2 separate regions of the Sus scrofa genome follow, and region 2 is linked to region 1. The links are chromatin contacts, called in public Hi-C maps. All regions are on one chromosome and are shown on one strand. Each heading gives the region's core, a stretch centred on a gene start, on an enhancer-like site or on the middle of the called end of the contact. The rest is flanking DNA. Distances are from core to core; before and after follow the strand shown.

Region 1 (3,121 bases), core at 458-2,957:
TAAAATGTCTTAGGACATCTGGCTCTTCGTGTCTACAGGTTCTGCATCTGTGGATGAAACTGTATATCTGCTTTTTGTTGACTTCATGGTTTAAAATGCCCCCAAATGTAGTGCTGGAATGCTGTCTGGGGTCCTAAGTGCAAGGAATCTGTGACTTGCCTCATGGAGAAAATACGTGGGCTGGATAAACTTCCTTTAGGCATGAGTGTCAGTGTTGCTGTCATAGTTCAAGGGGATTTATTAGCAATGTATATTATGGAAGGTGTCTTCAAACAGAAATGCACATAAAGCAAGGTTATGTATTGACCCATTGCTGGAAAAAAAATGTTGGGGCCAAAAGCTTGAAGGAAACTCACCTTGTATTTTCTCTAGAGAGGTTTTACCAAGTTAGCATATGTAGTGACTTAGCTACCATAAGTACTGTAAGAAGAATTATATATAGATATACATCACACACACACACACACACACACACACACACACACACACACACAATTTTATATGGAGTATTGATAGAATTCCACATGATGAGGGGCGGCATCTACAAAAATCTATACAGTTGCTCAACCAGCACTCAGGTGCATCATGTGCACACAGATGGGAGGGGAATGTGTTAAGATAACTATACCAGGTGGGAAAAAAGCTAAAAAGCTATTTGATTTGGAGAGGACTTCTGATTTGTAGACCAAAGAGCCTAACATCTGCATCTTTCATTTAAGGCAGGAAGGTATAGAGAAGAGGAAGGAGAGGGAAAACAGGAAAACTCACAGGGATCCCTACCAGTGACACAGGGATAGAGGGCTGGGAAGACCTGACTTGCTGATCCTGTGGGGGGCTGAGAAAGAGCAGATCTAGATTTAATCACAACACAGTGGGTTCCAAGGATGACTATTAGAGATGTTAAAGCTTTCCTATAATTTTCCTGTTATTTTTAATCCCCATCCTCTGGCTGTTTTCCTGCTCTCACCAGCACTAAATTGCCTTGGATGGCTTCAAAAATGTTTCCTAAGCTTATTTAGAGTTGGAGGGGAGCCAGAGAGACGTATAGCTGGGCTCCTTTTTTTTTTTCAGCTGTACCCGAAGTGTGCAAAAGTTCCCGGACCAGAGATTGACCCTGAGCCACAGCAGTGACAATGCCGGATCTTTAACCACTAGGTCCCCAGAGAACTCCCAGGCCCCTTCTTACAGTGCTCAAGTGGGAGAAGGAAGCCTGGGAAAAGCAGATGGTGACAGCTAAGGAGAGTAGTGTTAGGACCCACTGAGAAGAGAAACAAGGGGGTATTCCCACCACGCAGACATTGTTCTAAGACAGTACCCACAGGGAGATAGTCCCTGGTGACTTTCTAACGGCCAGCCATCCAATAGGAGTCTGGACCTTTAAGAACCAATTCAGGAAGTTCTAAGGACTCCAGGGATCAGGACTTGAAACAGCTTGTGACCAGTCCCAAGGGCTTTGTTGACCAGGGAACAAGGAAGGTCACTCCCTGGCCTGAGGGGCAGTGTCATTTCCCACCTGAAGGAATACCAAATTACTCTGAAATTTAACTCAACTACTCAACAATGCTTTTGTTTCTGTATCCAGGGGAAAAGGATCTTTCTACTGGGAAGTAGAAAATAAAAATAACCTTCAAGATTGAAACCCAGAGAGGGAGGGTCCCTCTGGCTTGAACATCCTGAGTCAAGAGACAGTGAGAGCAGACTGGCCTTCAAGCTCAGATGGACCACATTAAGGGAGGGGGCTGGGAGCTAATTCGGGGATGGGTGTCTGAAGAACCAGCTCAATGAGAGGGAAATGACAAATCTCCATGACAAGTGTGACATCATCATTTAAGAAAAAGAGGAAAGGTGGAATCTGGCTTGGATAGACAAGGAAGTGCTAATTCCTGGCTAGAGTCTATCATTAAGCAGTTTTTGGCCCCAGTCATGGGTTCTAAGAACAGGTGGTACCAAACTAATCACAGTTCCCATTTTATAGGATGACTAGCAGATTAACAAATCAAGGGCAGGCTTAGAGCTCAGAGATGTGGATTTTGCCAAAGGCTCTCATGGTACCATGTTAATAAGATGGAGACACGTGAACTGGATGATATCACGTCATACCCGGGTGATCATGGATTATGACCATGGATGATCACCTGACCCAGAGCATGGTCCCTCCAAACTCCAAAACACAGGAAAATCAATGGGATTTTGAGCAAGGAGTTGAAAATTTACTACCTTTCTACCATGGCGCCTGAAGATGCATTCCTTCCCTAAATGAGCTTGTTTCATTTTTTAGATGAAATAATTTTATTGCCTGGGATTTTCTTTAAAGTAATGCATTGAGGATGGGGAGAAAGTGGATTGAAGTATGAACAGGACTGGCCATGTGTTGATCATTATTGAATTTGTTGAATAGCTACACAGACCTTCATTATGTTATTTTTACTCCTCTATGTTTGAAAAGTTTCTAAATAAATTAATACTTGTCATGACCCCTAGTTTTCCTCTTTCTTGATTTCTAGCAATTTTCCTAGAACATTATTTAATACTTCTGGACCGATGCATGTCCCTTGAACTAAATTAAATGAGCCAATGATCAAACCAGCTTTCTGTGCTGTTTCCTCTAAACTGTTTTACACACTTGAAAGGAAATCATGTCTTTGTTAAAATGATTACCAACTCAGAGGCAGAATAGTTTGTGGCTTGCCATGGGCTTCCATCAGTTAGTTTCTTTGCGGTTGAAAACTGTGCTCACAACTTAATGGAAAAATTCCATCTGGGAACTTCTCCCTGTGGGTCCATTTCTGACTCCCATATCCAGGTGAGGATAAGCACCACCACCCTTTTTTGGCTTTTTAGGGCCACACCCACCTCAGCATGTGGAAGTTCCTGGGCTAGGGGTCAAATCAGAGCTGCAGCTGCTGACCTACACCACAGCTCATAGCAACGCCAGATCCTTAACCCACTGATCGGGGCCAGGGATTGAACGGGCATCCTCATGTATACTAGTCGGGTTCATTACTGCTGAGCCACCACAGGAACTCCAAGGATAAGCCCTTTTGCTGCCTACCGTGATGCCCAGAGATGTCTGAGGCTGACATTTGTTCAAGTCCTCAGCATTGAGTTTAGAAATATCTCT
Region 2 (3,121 bases), core at 418-2,917, 81 kb after region 1:
TGGCACACCGGAGGGATTTGACAAGTGGCAGATGATTTTAATACATTAATCATGTACTATTAGAGCTGAGCTCAAAAATCTTTTTATGGAATCCTATGTCTACAGCAGCAGTTCTCAAACTTGAACATGCATGAGAATTCCCAGCGGAGGTGGTTAAATCAGATTGCTGGGCCTCATCCCCAGAGAGTGAGGGGCCCGCGAACATGCATTTCTAACAAGTTCCCAGGTACTGCAGACACTGGGCCCGGTCCAGGGGCCACTCTCTCCACAGTGCAGAATCACAGGGCCCTTCATGACTAACCAGCACCCTCTCCTGTCCCCACTTGGCCGTGGCCTTTCCTGGTTTCTGACCAGCTCAGGGCTAGCTCTGCTTGTCCCCACCTCTGCCCCTTCCCCTGCTCTCTCTGCCTTCAGAATCGTGTCCATTCGTCCAGGCCCAGCCTAGCACCACCAGCCCAGCTCTCCATTGCAATCCTGTCCCACTCTGCACCCCCACGGAACCTTGCTTGTTCCTCTTGGCAGGTTTAGACCCACTTAACTGCAAGGAACGAGGACTGTGCAGTCTTGTCTGTGCTACTAGCTGGGGAGCTTTTCAGGGCTCAGGGTAAGTCTGCTGTATTCCAGGGTGTCTTAAGGAAGTGCAAAAGCAGGGTGCAGAGAACTGAAAGGAAAAAGGCTGACAGGGAGGTTTAAGGAAGTAGAATGAATAACCTGAGCAAGGGGAAGTAGTGGCCTGCCAATCTCCAACAGAAGAAATGTGAAATAAAAGAGACATTGACCAACTGATCTCTACCCCCGTGAAAGAACAAGTTTGAGGAAATGGGGTCGAATTGTGACACAGTATTAGATTTAGGTCTGCTCTAGGGAAGTTGCCTCTGGGAACTTGTTAAACAGTGCACTGGATTAGCAAGGGTGGGTGTGAATAATTTTATCAGCCTTGAAAAATGGAACGGATTCCCCATTACCATGAGCGTTTTGGACATTATCCTGCTTTTCTACCTTGGGTACAAAATTGAGAGCCCTTGACAGGTTTTCTTCAACTGGGTATACAGTGGACAGCCGTTTGTGCTACTTAAGGATATGCTTTTAAGTGAGTTGCTAACTACATTCCAAAGAGTAACAAATATTTTTCAAAAATCAGAACTTTCGAAAAGTGGCTCACTTCCCATTGGGGGGGTGATGCAAACCCAGGCCAGCAAATGCTGCTGTGGTGTTCATGTGACATCACACAAAACTCGCTTGCCAGGTTTAACCATCACATTCCCCCAAAGTTAAGAGTTTTTCTTCCTCGTTTTTAAAGGAAAGTCTTCAAATTTCTGGTGGCTGGAGGAAATGACTCTTGTACTCTCAACACTGAACAGGAAATGTCATGAGTTATTATTATTCTGATGAACCCAAAGGGTAGCTTTTGCAGTCGGTTTTTCCTGCCACTTGGAAACCTGGCAGCTCTCTGACTTTGCTTGTGTCATGTCACCTGCTAGGCCAGGATTTTTTCGGATGGGGGAGGCACAGGGGTTGGGTAGAGAGGAAGAGAAACACTCATCTGAGGCGCTAAAATCCACCAGGAAAAGGTGTTTCGTGCAAGTGAAAAGCTTTTGCTGAGCTATGGGTCCAAGGTAAACATCGCTTCTGCTGGGGGCAGGCGACCAATCTGAGGCCAGTGTGGGAAGACTGAGGGTCAGGGCCAACGCTGGACCCCCTGGGAATCATTGGCTGCTTATCTCTTCAGTCCTGAGTTTTAAAACTCTGCCTACATCCTGAACTTCTGATTCAAAGACACCTTTAGGTCAGGAAATGGCTCTGAATTCCAGAGCATAGAAATTTCCTGCAGATCCCAAAGCCTTGGGACTCTTAGCTTGTTTTTGCTTCGGGGTGGGGTGGGGTGGGGTGGGGGGTGGTCTAAGGAACTTTTACCTCCAATAAGATAATCCAAAGCAAATGGGATTCCATATCCTAAACTGCATCCTTCTTTACTGTTTGTGTTTTTTTGGAGGTGGGGAAATCCTTCTTTATTTGAACCTGAACCTGAATCAATTGATTTTGATTTGGACTAAGACAGAAATTTCCTTAATAAACTATGAAAAAACCAATCCAAATGATCGGCTGTTTTGTTCTGACATCAACTACAGTTTTTTAAAAAATCATAGGTCCAACCACAGCCTTTGCCCCGTGTCTTTGGCATCTAGCACAGCTGTTTCTGAAATCACTCCTGCACTTGGCTTCTTTTTCTCACCACTGCCCTGACCCAATTCAGGACTTTACCAGCTCTTCCCCAAAGCAGAGACTGTGGCCTCCTTACTGCCCCATGGACCCACCCCTGGGCACTCTTTCCCATAACACACGCGAACACACACACACACACCAGATCATGTCCCTCCCCAGCCCACAATACATGGAGATAAAATCTAAACTACTTTGCTTGCCCACAAGGCCCTGAGTGCTGGCTCTGCCTCCCTCTCTCTACCTGCCCTTGGAGTCCAGAATGCTGTCTTTAGAGGGGCCAGCAAACACTGCACTGTCAGGCCTCCTGCCATGCCTACCACCAGCCAGCACGAGCCAGCCTTGAACCCTGAGCCCAAATGCTGCCCCTCACCCCTTTTCTGTGCTTTGGACAATTGCTGGGTAAGGAAGAAGGGGATGTTCTCCCCAACACTTTCAGGCTGGTTAAGACACTCTTGTCCTGGGTGCCCACTACACCTGGAAAGCTCACCAGTGACACAAGTGCCCTACTGCCTGCATGTGTCTAGACTGGGCGCTTCCTGAAGACCACTGCGCTGCCCCTGCTGTCTCCTTAGTCTACTGCAGGGTGTCCGACCTGGAGGAGGCGCTCTCGCTTTGTTGAAACTAAATGAACACGGTCAACTCAAATGCTGGCAAGAGCTCTGCCCTGAATGTGGCAGCCCACAGAATCTGAGGCTGGAAGTCACAGGTGGTCCACAAAACAAAGACAGCAAGTTAGCACAGGTCTATGCAGATGGAGAAGAGAGCTGACCGCTCCCCGCCCCCCCACCACCTCCCAGACAAGGCGAGGGTGGGGGGGTGCCTGCAGGAAACAGACTGACAGACAGCCTGACAGCGCCTCCGGAATGAGGACAGAGATACCAGGCTTCGCGGATCTGCC

What was found. A called contact is a pair of places that touch in the nucleus more often than the background predicts.
Region 2: a Hi-C map of retroperitoneal adipose tissue shows a contact between it and region 1, with 2.5 times the contacts expected there. The contact joins two enhancer-like sites. A contact is called at or near these places in 7 of 47 Hi-C or Micro-C datasets (embryonic fibroblasts, heart right ventricle, liver and 3 more) and 2 of 2 datasets of contacts at active chromatin or transcription factors (alveolar macrophages and skeletal muscle).

Annotation. Positions count from the first base shown.
Region 1 is chr1:159,098,319-159,101,439 of Sscrofa11.1, forward strand. No RefSeq gene overlaps it. Among named protein-coding and RNA genes, the nearest start is that of ZCCHC2, 78 kb to the left of the region's middle. Within about 2 kb of position 1,708, at least 4 of the 83 cell types and tissues checked have an H3K27ac peak or open chromatin away from gene starts, as enhancers often do. A contact at or near this core is called in retroperitoneal adipose tissue, where this site is marked.
Region 2 is chr1:159,179,639-159,182,759 of Sscrofa11.1, forward strand. The region is part of intron 1 of TNFRSF11A (tumor necrosis factor receptor superfamily member 11A); the gene reads right to left. Among named protein-coding and RNA genes, the nearest start is that of TNFRSF11A, 6.3 kb to the right of the region's middle. Within about 2 kb of position 1,668, at least 18 of the 83 cell types and tissues checked have an H3K27ac peak or open chromatin away from gene starts, as enhancers often do. A contact at or near this core is called in retroperitoneal adipose tissue, where this site is marked.